Regions from separate parts of the Danio rerio genome. Here regions 2 and 3 are each linked to region 1. The links are chromatin contacts, called in public HiChIP or PLAC-seq maps. All regions are on one chromosome and are shown on one strand. The core of a region is the stretch at or near the end of the contact, and the rest is flanking DNA. Distances in the headings are between cores, read along the strand shown. Region 1 holds the start of hnrnpa1b (heterogeneous nuclear ribonucleoprotein A1b). Region 2 holds the start of hoxc6a (homeobox C6a). Region 3 holds the start of hoxc9a (homeobox C9a).

Region 1 (4,502 bases), core at 453-2,952:
TACAGTCTTCTATTGTTGGGCGTGACCTCCTAAAGAGCAGAGATGAGACCTGGATTACAGCATTCAGAGCTCCCCTAAACAAATAAAGTTGATTTAAACACAAAAAAAAATTGTATTGATATAAAACTCTGATCTTAAACTCAACTCTAATAAACGTATCCTACATATTTCTTTGGAAATATACACGCACTAAAGACCTATTAGACTTCGATTTAAATTATTTTAAACGTACACTCTACAATAATAACAACAACAGATTGTTTACGAAACAACTAGTAAAAGTGGGACACTTTTTTCATTGTTAAATCTAACATAAACGCATTGCACTAATGTCAGCATTTGCCTACAAGACACATTTAACAACTCTAGCTCCAGGAATGCGATAAATCGGCCATGTGTTCTTATCTTAATGTCATCAAAAATTTTAGCAAGCATGCAAGGCCAAACTGTGTGAAAACACCTAGCAGACCTGCACAGCTTGTCCTACCATATGCAATCTAATTTCCAATAATTATATTTCAATATACACAACATACAAACAAATCGTGAACGTATTTATGTGCAGTGCTAGCTGCAATGCTAACATTTAGCAAGAGAAGGATCATTGATTGCTACTGTTTGCGTCGCTAAAAGCTCATTCTGCTAGAAAACTATATATAAAACTTACGTGTTTGAGAAATAAGTACATGTATTTCACAATGCTGTTTTTGATATATGACGAACTATAAGCAAGCTTAGCAGGTCACCATCGCCTGCGAAAAAAACAATAAACAAGAATCCCCGATGTTTAGGCACAAGATAGCAGGCTAATTTAGCGTCATTAGCACACACGCGCTACTTCTTTCCACGATTTTCACCGTTTAACAGCTGCAAACGAGTCGTTTACACGAGTTTTCGCATTTATTTGAGTGCTATCGTCGTGCTCGCTAACGCACCGAGCCTTTGCTTAGCAACAGCGCGGGCCGAGCAGAACAGATTTCACCTGATCCTATCACGTTTTAAACGTGGCATTGACAGCGCTGCTCGCTCCCAATGCAAAGCGAATCCACAATGACACATTTGTACATTAATGTGACTGATTATGTCATACTTACTGAGATATTTTTCGACGTTTCTCTATTCGTGCTGGATAATGAGGCTGAGGCGGCGGCGGCTTTTTCCTTGCACACAGAGTTTGCTGCCTCTCGCGCATGCATCCGTCCAGCGGCGCGTTCAGCCAATCAGCGTGCTCCTCAGCGAGCAGCTCTCGCGCCAAAAACGGCCTCGGCGCATACAATGGGATGCGCACGCGTCACACTGAAACCAAATCCACACACTTCGAAGAACATTTCAGATTTATTTATTATTGTTAAGCAATAATACTATTTAAAAAATGAATAATAGGCACGAGTGTACATGCGAAAGTGGTGTATGTAATATGAAGTAATATGAAGGAACTTATAGTCTGAATCTTTTAACCCACCATACAATAAAGACTACTTTTTGTGTTTCATAAAAAAGATTCTTCAGCTTTCTGAATAAAATATTTTAGAATTTTTTAAGCACTAGCCTCTTCTATGGATTGACTTGAGTGTCATCCAATCAGATGTCTTTAAAGCGCCAAACAAAAGCATTAGCGGGAAGCCTGAACCAATCATCGTTCCCGGTGGGAGGGGACTGAATTCATCCAAGCTATTTATGGTATCTCCCTTCTTCTCAGTGCGTGTCTCACCGACAAGCGTGTGGCGTAGCACGGACAGAAATAGTCGGTAGGATGTCCAAAGAGGTAAGTTGGCGTTATTATTAATATAGCGCTTTCGAATGAATATATATATATAATGCGCCAAGCATGTAGTCGTAGCGCCCTTGATGTTATATAATTCAGCGTGCACCGCATTTGTGGTTCTTTGTTAATGTAAGCGTGTTCGAGCCGCCATTTTAACTCCTGTAATGTGCACACATAATTTAGGCCGCATGGCTTCATCGAAGGTCGTGTTTTGCAAAATCGGTATTTATTTGTTTTATAACTATTCAGTCGTTGTTTCGAGCCATGTTTGCACGCATTTACAACCTCATGTGTTTTGTTGGAGGGAGTGCGCGGTTTAAAATTGGACGTATAGTCCTGCACTAACATGGCGGATGTTTCGTTCACCTCCCCCCAAATAGAGTGCGTTACCGTATGGATTCACGACGCTTTTTGTTCCAGTAAATCCTTGGTTTGATCTCCGTTACCGATAATAAACACTATGCACATTGCTGCTGTGATTCTAAACCGAAATCGGTTGTTATTTCCAGGGCCAGCCACGTGAGCCAGAGCAGCTGCGGAAGCTCTTCATTGGAGGGCTCAGCTTTGAAACCACAGATGATAGTTTAAGGGCACACTTTGAACAATGGGGCACCTTAACAGATTGTGTGGTAAGTTCCTTTTAATATTTTAAGGCTATTTGAAATTTATTAATGCATTGCAACATAAATTTCAGATTTATTTTATGCCACAACGTTAGGTGTTTTAATCAATGTTTCTGTTTTCATTTAGGTGATGAAAGATCCAAACACAAAGCGCTCCAGGGGCTTTGGGTTTGTTACTTACTCCAGTGTGGATGAAGTCAATGCCTCTATGGATGCACGTCCTCACAAGGTCGATGGTAGACTTGTAGAGCCCAAACGAGCCGTGTCTAGAGAGGTGAGGTTAACTTTGTAATAAAATTTAAGGAAATTAAGGCTTGAATTTAGATGTCTAATTATGTATGGGTTACAGGATTCCAGCAAACCATTTGCTCACACAACTGTGAAGAAGATTTTCGTGGGAGGCATCAAGGATGATACAGAGGAGAACCATCTACGCGACTACTTCGATCAGTTTGGAAAGATTGAGGTTGTTGAGATAATGGTTGACCACAAGACCGGAAATAAAAGAGGCTTTGCCTTCGTCACATTTGATGACCATGACTCTGTTGACCGTATCGTCAGTAAGTGCTGTGTTTCACGGTCAATCTAGTAGTCTTGGAACTTAAAGAAATGAGGTGCTAACAAATGTATTTTCTCCTTTAGTTCAAAAGTACCACACTGTGAATGGACACAACTGTGAAGTCCGAAAAGCTCTTTCAAAACAAGAAATGGCAAACACTGGTATGAATGTTTATTAATATTAACTATTGTTTCCTACTTTCCCCTGGTGTTTTAATGGATTGCGGTGTATTTTGTTAATCTGTAGGTCGTGGTGGTGGTGGTGGAGGCGGCGGCGATAGAGGAAACTTCAACCGATATGGCAATAATGGTGGCTACAATAATGACTTTGGAGGTGGCGGCGGAGGTGGCAACCGTGATGGATATTTTGGAAGAGGTATGTGCCTGACTGGATTCTGAAGATTTTAATGTTATTTCTTTGTAACTTAGTAGTTTTACTGTTATTTTAGGAGGAAGAGGAAATAACTTTGGAGGTGGTGGTGGTGGCGGCGGTGGCTATGGAGGAGGCGGTGACTGCTACAACAACAACAATGGATTTGGAGGAGGTGATTTGTATGAACTGGCTCTGTTTTTGGCAATTTCATATCCTGTGCCATCAGCATGTTTACAATTTATTTTTGGCATTTTCTAGGTGGCTACGGCGGTGGTGGCGGCAATGGTGGTGGCAGTCCTGGCAACTATGGAGGCAACCGTGGATATGGAGGAGGTGGTGGAGGAGGACATGGTTATGGCAACCAGGGGGGAGGTTATGGTGGAGGCAACAGTGGTGGCGGCGGTGGTGGCTATAATAACTACAACAATGGCAATGGAAACTTTGGAGGTGGTGAGTAGATGTTAATCATGGTGCAAGTCCTTGAACTATAACTATAGACTATATAATGGGGTGTATTATCAATTCAAGGTAACTTTGGAGGTGGTGGTGGTGGCGGCAACAGTGGAGGAGGTGGAAACTACAACGACTTCGGCAACTATAATAGCCAGCAGTCCAACTATGGTCCCATGAAAGGGAACTTTGGAGGCGGTGGAAGAAACAGTGGCCCATATGGTGGTGAGTTAACCATTCTTTTTAAAGTGATTAGTTCATCCTAAAGGCATAAATGACGTGAGCTAATTCCAAACTTTTTTTTTAGAGTTTCTTTTGTTATGCATGAGATGTTATCAAGAGAATTAGAAACTTGAAATAGTAGTAAAAGCAAAAAATATAGATGTCAATGTTTGCAGCTTTCCAAAATACTTCAATCTCACCTTAACACTGTAAAATTAACATTCACCTCTGTTTTAGGTGGCTATGGAGGTGGATCTAGTGGTAGTGGAGGAGGCGGCAGTGGTTATGGAGGTGGCTCTGGCGGTAGACGGTTTTAAGCTTAAAGGTTTGTTTTAGATTTTGCTGTCTACCATGCATATAGACTTATAACAGGGGTAACGATCCCAATAAGTTAGTCTTGGACTAAATACTCTAAACTGTAACCTTGCTGTACATCTGGTGTAGAAACAACCCTCAGGTAGTGTGCAGCTTAACATTTGTTGTTCATATTGTTCAACAGGACTGAGTGCTT
Region 2 (3,946 bases), core at 1,202-3,701, 190 kb before region 1:
GCGCTTTCGTTTTTTCTAAATAGTTTAGCTTATCCAAAGACATATCTTGGTAACAACTTTTTACATTTAACTAAATTACAATTATTGCTTTATTTAAAAAAAAAAAGCGCATTGCATTTCAGATATTTAAATTGGCAACTGCTCAATTACCTCAAACTAAAACAAGAGACAAATGAATTACTTTAAAATGTGTGCGCACACTTTTCATGCAAGAAATATTTTTATTACAGATATATTTTACTTTTATTGGTTTCTTTCCACAATATACATGGTGTAATATTCTATAAATTAGATAATTGTGCTTTAAGGTCCACACTACCGTATAGACTGCTCTATGTTATATATTAATTTAGCGGCTATGTCTAAAATGTTTATTGCAGACCGTGTAAAACTGGATAATAATAATGATAATAATAATAGCAATAATAATAATAATAATAATAATAATAATAATAATAATAATAATAATATGAATAACAATAATTGTTACGATTATTAGTATTGTTATAAACGTCAATGCATAAACCTCGAATATAAATTAATCATAATTATTAGCAGTTGTAGAAAACCGATCGAACAGCACTTACCATATTGGTGTTTAAATATTCTCTTAGTAGAGATTTGCCTAGAAGAGCTTTATCCAAAATATGACAACATCAAAACATTAATCCCTGATATTAATTGATTCCGGTTCTTTGCAATATACAGAAATGTTTCTATGTATTTAATCAATCGTTAAGCAGATTAGCCTGTTTTATAGCTGTTAAATGCCTTTTCTCACTGTCGGGCTGGAAGTAAATTTTACTGTTCTGTCAATCTCGTGTTTTGCGCACCTCTTTCTAAACCACTGTTTTTGGCCTCACACGTTCCGTCATGTGGCCTGCATTAAGGTCATGGTGCATACCCTAACCAATCGGTTTAACTAGCCCTTTCTCATTACTGATTATTTCAACATGATATACATGATATATAAATTGACCATTCAATTAATATGGCTGCAAGCTAAAAATATATAATATTAAAAAAGCCAAAGTGTTGTATTGTTTAACATATCGTTGGCATATATGATCCATTTAATGTAATAAAAAATATTAAAATAATACAGTTTAGGAGAACTTACATTTTGTTAAGAGGCCTTATATTTTTAATTCATAATTATTGTCTTTACGCTCGTAGGTTAAATGCTAAAAAATTATCAGCTTTCTGTCCAGAAGATAAGAGACTCGTTGCACAGCCCCCATACATTCAAAGGGGTAATTGCCTCTGAGCTGGAAGTCCTCAGTTTGGTTTTGTGACTTTTATGGCACCAAGGCGCGTTTGACGCATTCTTTAGTAAGATGCCCCTTCCCCCCCTCCCTACTCAGGTTCTTTTTACCATTGAAATTATCAATACATTACAAATGGGGAAAGGAAAAGAACAGACGTTTCCCCTTCAGCGCAAAGAAAGCCCGAGGAAATTAGGGATAGACAGAAACAAACGTAGCAAGGACAAATCAACTGAATAACAAAAACAATAGTGTTGCCATTTCACTCAATGACTGACGATAAAGCAATGATTATGCCTATTGATGTGATATAACGTGTATCAGCAGATTTATTAACAGTTTCTGAGTTATTATATTTAATTTATTTAAAACGTTGTGGTAAACAAGATACGTGTAGATAAAGCGCGAGCAGCTGTTTAATAGTTAGACTTGGATCATTTTTATTTTAAAAAAAACATTTTTAGGAAATAAATTTAGTGGCTAAATTGTTGTTCTAGTGTTGTTATACACAAATCAGTTGTTATTAAATAATAAAGTTTTTGTGTCAGCAAAGAAGTTATAAATGTAGTTATAATTAATACTGCCATAATAAATTACATATGTATAGTTTGATATACGAAAGCGACAGTAAGCAACTGTAGTAAACAATCATTCAAGTAATTAAATTAGACGAAAATTAGCTCACTGTAAAATGCATGATTCACCAAGAAAAGTCTGTATTTACCTTCCCAAGATACACGGAGAAGCTTAATACTGGCATTAACTCGCCGATTGATGCACAAAAGACGTAATTGATTGTTTTCTTGACTGCGTATTCAGTATTTTTGCGTGTGTTTACTTAAACATTATCAACTGAAGCCACAAGGATAAGAAGCTACAAGCTCGATATTCCTCCGTACACAGCGCATTCAATTGGCTGAAAGTGGTCAGGTGACGCTGTCATATTGTCCTTCCATGAGCCAAGCCTTGGCTATAACACTTGCTTTGCGCGTCTTAACCGGAGACTGGAAATTAATATTATTGAAATCCTTCTGAAGTTCATTTGAAAGAGAGTTAGGAAAGCAGGCGGGAGACGTGTGTATGTGACAGAAGGAAGCAGACCCCAAGCACAAAGAAAGAAAGTGTGAGATTAAGAGAGGGGAAATAAGATAGGAGGGTGAGTTGATGAGAGGGCGATAGGAAAGGTATGAATTCGTATTTCGCGAACCCGTCGCTCTCGTGCCATTTATCTGGTGGGCAAGAGGTTTTGCCCAACATGCCACTGAACTCGACCACATATGATTCAGTCAGACATTTTTCGTCTTATGGCACTACAGTGACCCAAAACCGGATTTACGCGTCCCCTTTCTATTCACCTCAAGATAACGTTGTGTTTGGATCAAGTCGAGGACCGTACGAGTATGGATCTAACGTGTTTCTTCAAGATAAGGACGTGCTTCCCAGTTGCAGGCAAACTAGTATGGGACTTAATGCGCAGAGCCACGTTGCCCAGGAGTACAACCTGGAACAAGCTCGTGCAGGAACACAGGACCAGAAAGCGAACAACATTCAGATCTACCCGTGGATGCAGCGCATGAACTCGCACAGCGGTGAGTTTTTACTGCGACTTAGGACATACCCTGGTGGAATTGGTCTGTTTTACGATACGTCCTATCAACAGAGTAGCTACATTTTATGGCCTCGTAAACCACTACTAAATCATCAGATTATAAAAGCCCCCTTTTCCAGAGAGGGAAATCCCATTTGGCTACCTCCTTTAAAACTCGAGTGCCAAAATTATTTTTAAAAAGTTGTGCAATAAGTGTGAGCGCGTTAGAAAATATACAACATAAAGGGCATTTTGAACTTTATTTCAGAAGCATGCACTACTGTGTTAACAATGCAGCTTAACTCTTCCGATGTACTGTTTGAAAACAGAGGATGACAAAGTTAGTTGACATAAATATTTGTATTACAAGCATTGGAAACCAAAATGTAAAGTTTCGCGTTGCTTTGTGGCTGAAATATGGGTCAAATTCTGCATGTAAACATTCTTTTTATCAAATTGTTAAATTAGTTACCTCAAAAATAAATTAACAAAATTTTCAGAAAGTTGAAAATTCCACCAGGATTTCAAATGTGTGGTTTATTTTTTTTATTTGATTTAAAAATGCTGTGTTAACTTTTTATTAATTCATTTTTTACTTTCCCCTAAAACAGGAGTTGGGTACGGGTCAGACAGAAGAAGAGGTCGCCAGATTTACTCCAGATACCAAACCTTGGAACTGGAAAAAGAATTTCACTTCAATCGCTATTTAACCAGACGCAGACGCATCGAGATCGCCAATGCTCTCTGTCTAACCGAGCGTCAAATTAAAATCTGGTTCCAGAATCGGCGCATGAAATGGAAGAAAGAGACCAATCTAACTTCCACTGTACCGGGGACCGAATCTGCTGGTACTCCTCAAGAGACCGAGAAGGAGACCGAGGAGGAACCCAAAAAAAAAGATTAGGAAATCAATGTCTCGTTCTCGAACGCCTGTTAACTGCAACGTAACTACCTAAACTCTGAGAATTTGCAAATATTAATGCATGGACTGTATACTCTGCTATTACTTTGACTGCCCCCCTCCTCTTCTGACCTGAACACCATATACAAAAGCTCTACTACCACCAGTACGCCACTAACATATACACACGTA
Region 3 (4,369 bases), core at 924-3,423, 210 kb before region 1:
ATTTGTCTGATGTTCCCACAAAAGAAGGGTGGAAAAAAAAAGCCTGACCTCATGTGGCCGGTTTCATACTGGGCCTAACACTGACAATGACAGCAGCCCAAAAATTCACAGATTTCCAAGTGCCGCAATATACGTTCAGTAAAAATCTTAAATTTGCTATATAATAATGTGCATGTTAACCGTAAAATGTTCAAGACGGATTCATTTTCTGCATGACGAGTACACCGTTAAATTATTTGAGATATATGTTTAGGATCCAATTATTTTGTTTATTTGTGAGCCAGTTTTAATAACTTGAAATTGCAAACAAAATAAAAACCTATATTTACAAATATTTTACAAAGCTTCAAGTACAATAATTTCACAAAGATTTAGGTATAAAATAAAGGGATATATATATATATATTTTTTTTTCCATTTAAAATACTATTTGCCCTGTAGTACATCAACGTAGTTGACAAAATCGCAACAATTGTAAATGACAATGTAAAGTTAATAATGAAAGAGAACATTAAACACTTTACTAACTTATGTAACTAGTTTTATGCAGATGTTTTATCAAAATATGTCGCAGTACAATCGATAAACGTAGAAAGTCTTTGCAAAAAAATTGCAAAAGCCATAAACAAATGTATTATTTAATAATGAAAGAGGTCAATAAATACTTTACTAATGTATGTTGACTGTGTTATGCAGATGATTTGGCCAAAATATCGCAGTAAAATTGATAAACGTAGAAAGTCTTTACAAATAAGTGCAACTGGCATAGTAATGCTAATAATGAAAGAAGTCAATAAATACTTTACTAATTTAATGTAGACTGTTTTATGCAGATGTTTTGTCCAAAAAAAAAATCTTGGTGAAATTGGTAAACGTAGAAAGTCTTTACAAATAAATGCAAACACAAAAATTATATTAATATTAAAGGTGGTCAATAAATACTTTACTAATGTGTGTAGGCTGTTATGCAGATGTTTTTGTCCAAAAAAAAAAAAAAAATATCGTAGTGAATTTGATAAATGTAGAAAATCTTTACCAAAAATTTCAAATGTCATATAATGTACACTTAATAATAAAAGAGGTCAATAAATACTTTACTAACGTATGTTGGCTGTGTTATGCAGATGTTTTGTCCAAAAATATCGCAGTAAAATTAGTAAACGTAGAAAATCTTTACAAATAAATGCAAATAGCATAAAATGTAATATTAATAATGAAAGTGGTCAATAAATACTTTATTGTACGTAGACTGTGTTATACTGATGATTTGTCCCAAATCTTTATCTCAGATGCAATTTTAAGAGCTAACAGAGGTAGTGAACCGTCATTCTTCTACTCGAAAGAGGTTTGATGAGACTTCTTTCACAAGCGTAGTGTTGGTTTTATGTTATACCAGGAACTCAACTGCAGTTTTATTAACGACACGTTTATGAACAATCAAATGGTCCTCGTAAAAATTTATTGAAGGACATAAAAGCATGCACGACCACTTGACGAATATAGCCGCAGTTGTGGTGCGTTTTCGGGCGTCTTACTATTCCCACCGCCCCGATTTGTTTAAAATTTCATTTTATGAGGGATATCCCAATTGTACTTGTTTGAAACTAGAGCAAAATAAGACTTCAGTGCGTAAAAGCAACCCTTTAGACAACACAAGCGCCTATATTTGTCACAATTATTGTATTGGGTCCTTTTCAATTGTATAAATTAATACTGAAGCTGAGAAAGACATGTATAACCGTTTATTTTGCCTAATTGCATTTAATAAATAACATTGTGAAGTGTGAGATGCGCACAAGGCTAGCCACAGCACAGTAGCATTGGCTCGACAGAGATTGATTACACCAACAAATAGTGCCTTTTTAGTGCCGTTAACACACACTTTGCTGTTCAGTTTAAGTTCAAATAACTATCTACGTTAATCACTTGCCTCATAATACATTAGAAACGAAGCCTTTTATTATGTTTACGCTCATTTTAAAAAGAAAACATTAGTATTAAGCAACCTTACTGCAAGCTCGAAGTGCATTGCTGTTCCAGGAGAACGCGCGCATTGATCTGCTGTGCAGTTTTTTCAGGGGGTAAATTCAATCACGTGTTCCACAGGCGTCCAATCCCAGCTGGGGAAGCTTTCTGAAATAATTACCTGTCTTGATTGTTCTACGGTCAGATAAAAAAGTACACATACACTCCATATAATAATCGGATGCATGTAAAAGAGAAGGGAAACATCGCCATGTCGGCTACGGGTCCCATAAGTAATTATTATGTGGATTCCTTGATCAACCATGAGAGCGAGGATGTTCTGGCGAGTCGTTTCACAGCCACTGGTCCGATATCCTCCAGCTCACGCCCGACGCCCCTGGTACCGGAATGCGCGGATTACCCGTCCTGCAGCTTTGCCCCGAAACCACCAGTCTTTACTACCTCGTGGGCCCCTGTTCACTCCCAGTCGTCAGTAGTTTACCATCCATACACTCACCAACCTCACCTAGGCACAGACTCAAGGTACGTTCGCTCTTGGCTGGAGCCCATCCCCGGTACCGTGTCTTTTCCAGGATATGCAGGGAATAGCAGGCACTACGGGCTGAAGCCCGACACCTTCCAGGATCCCCGCGCCGGAGACTGTTTGGGCTCGAACGGACGTACTTATACGGATTATCTCTACTGTTCAGCCGTCGACATTAGAGAAAAGCAACAGAATACACCATCGCCAGAGACGGAGAGCCTGTCTTCCGGGAAGCACAAAGACGACAAGGCTGAATTAGACCCAAGTAAGTTAGAGCAATTCTTGTTTACAACCGGGTATGGGATGCTTCTCAGTTTATTGCGTTCGCTTGGTGGTTGGCTGTTGTCCGTCGTAAAACCAAGTTCTATACTCTTTCATCCCGACTCAAGTCTGCTTTAGGGCTATCCATTGATGACAAACGCCATAGGATTGGGTTGTAAAACGGGTTGTGAGCTATAAAAATTGTCTCCTAAGAAGCCAAGTCTGGCAAAGAACGTAGCATGTGATGTTAACAAAGATCTGTCCTATTATCATTATAGCTTTAAGACGATGTAGTTTTTTCACTGTGTGTTGTTTAATGTGGATATGTACAAGTTTAGCCTCCCGTTGACTCAATAACAATACAGGCTTTTTGGGCACGATTATGCGTATTAAACTTGCAAACGAATATTTCTTAAAAGCTAATTTTGTTTCAAATGTTGAGTGTTTTATTACAACCTATAAATAATAATATTACTTGTTTTAAATTATATCTGTAGAGTGTATTACAACATCATGACCGTATTGTCTAATGAAACAGGCACAAAAAACAGGCACTTGTTTAATTTAAATGTTTAACTATTAAATTAAATATTATTTACACATAAAAACAGCATTTATAGCAAGGAACAGCACGTGGAATGTTCGAAGTGCATTCACTGCATAGCAGAACTTTGAGCGTAGACTTGTGAAGGCTTGAGTCACAAGCCTTTTCTTTTTTATGGGCCTATAAAGCAAATAGGTACATTCACCAGTTTACAGCGCCATTTCTCTGTAAGAGTTTGCAAAGCTATTTCAAATAGCTAGATATAGGAGTACCTCCTATAAAATTACCTGCTATTTACAAGTGCTAAGAGCATTTAACCAAATTAATCTTGCTAAAATTAGAAGTGTCCTTAGGTGCTACGGTGCAATTGCAATTATTGCATTATACACAAGTATGGCTGTTCTAATCAGGAAAGAAGGGTTGTATCTCTAATTCTTAACATGCGACTGTCATCTGTTTCAGACAGCGTGTTTGTTTGCAGCAGCACCTAATCACACTTTTTGTACGTTGTTTTTCAGATAATCCTGTGGCAAACTGGATCCATGCGCGCTCAACTCGAAAGAAACGTTGTCCGTACACCAAGTATCAAACACTCGAACTCGAAAAGGAATTTTTATTCAATATGTACCTCACAAGAGACCGGCGATATGAGGTAGCAAGGGTGCTGAACCTAACGGAGCGACAAGTCAAAATCTGGTTCCAGAACCGACGGATGAAGATGAAGAAAATGAACAAGGAAAAAAACGACAGTAAAGAACAATAGACCAAATGTCATTAATCGGACACAGACTGAAGGAAAATCATCATTTAGAACGGTCATGAGTCTTAACATTTGCACCTTCGGCCCATAAAAGGAACAGAGAAAACGAATATCCTTTATGGATATCTTTAAAACGTGTTGTTATTAGTATGGTTTAATATAAATGTAATTTTTACCATCCTGGATTGAGTCATATTAATATTATACGTAGTTTGGATTTAAATTACGTTTCTTTACTCACAAACACAAACGTGGACTCTGAAGAGAGACTACCCCGAAGTTTCAGAGAAAAATA

The links. HiChIP or PLAC-seq counts read pairs in DNA pulled down with a chosen protein or histone mark.
Region 2: a contact with region 1 is called in an H3K4me3 HiChIP or PLAC-seq map of embryo, with 2.5 times the contacts expected there. The contact joins the promoter of hoxc6a here to the promoter of hnrnpa1b in region 1. A contact is called at or near these places in 1 of 18 Hi-C or Micro-C datasets (caudal fin) and 2 of 4 datasets of contacts at active chromatin or transcription factors (caudal fin and embryo).
Region 3: a contact with region 1 is called in an H3K4me3 HiChIP or PLAC-seq map of embryo, with 3 times the contacts expected there. The contact joins the promoter of hoxc9a here to the promoter of hnrnpa1b in region 1. A contact is called at or near these places in 1 of 18 Hi-C or Micro-C datasets (caudal fin) and 2 of 4 datasets of contacts at active chromatin or transcription factors (caudal fin and embryo).

The regions. Positions count from the first base shown.
Region 1 is chr23:39,410,479-39,414,980 of GRCz12tu, forward strand. hnrnpa1b (heterogeneous nuclear ribonucleoprotein A1b) reads left to right here and starts at 1,703. Exons shown (of 11, transcript NM_200104.2): 1 at 1,703-1,765; 2 at 2,275-2,394; 3 at 2,516-2,662; 4 at 2,738-2,948; 5 at 3,031-3,108; 6 at 3,194-3,322; 7 at 3,396-3,491; 8 at 3,578-3,769; 9 at 3,848-3,994; 10 at 4,229-4,316; 11 at 4,491-4,502. The coding sequence starts at 1,754. The coding sequence ends at 4,308. cbx5 (chromobox homolog 5 (HP1 alpha homolog, Drosophila)) reads right to left here and starts at 1,167. Exons shown (of 6, transcript NM_001080184.1): 1 at 1,095-1,167; 2 at 1-74.
Region 2 is chr23:39,216,993-39,220,938 of GRCz12tu, forward strand. It overlaps hoxc6a (homeobox C6a), which reads left to right and starts at 2,452. Exons shown (of 2, transcript NM_131123.1): 1 at 2,452-2,854; 2 at 3,465-3,757. The coding sequence starts at 2,452. The coding sequence ends at 3,757. The region is part of intron 1 of hoxc3a (homeobox C3a); the gene reads left to right. All of the region lies in intron 4 of si:dkey-81p22.11 (a long non-coding RNA gene), which reads right to left.
Region 3 is chr23:39,197,228-39,201,596 of GRCz12tu, forward strand. It overlaps hoxc9a (homeobox C9a), which reads left to right and starts at 2,174. Exons shown (of 2, transcript NM_131528.3): 1 at 2,174-2,774; 2 at 3,833-4,369. The coding sequence starts at 2,207. The coding sequence ends at 4,077. The region is part of intron 1 of hoxc3a (homeobox C3a); the gene reads left to right.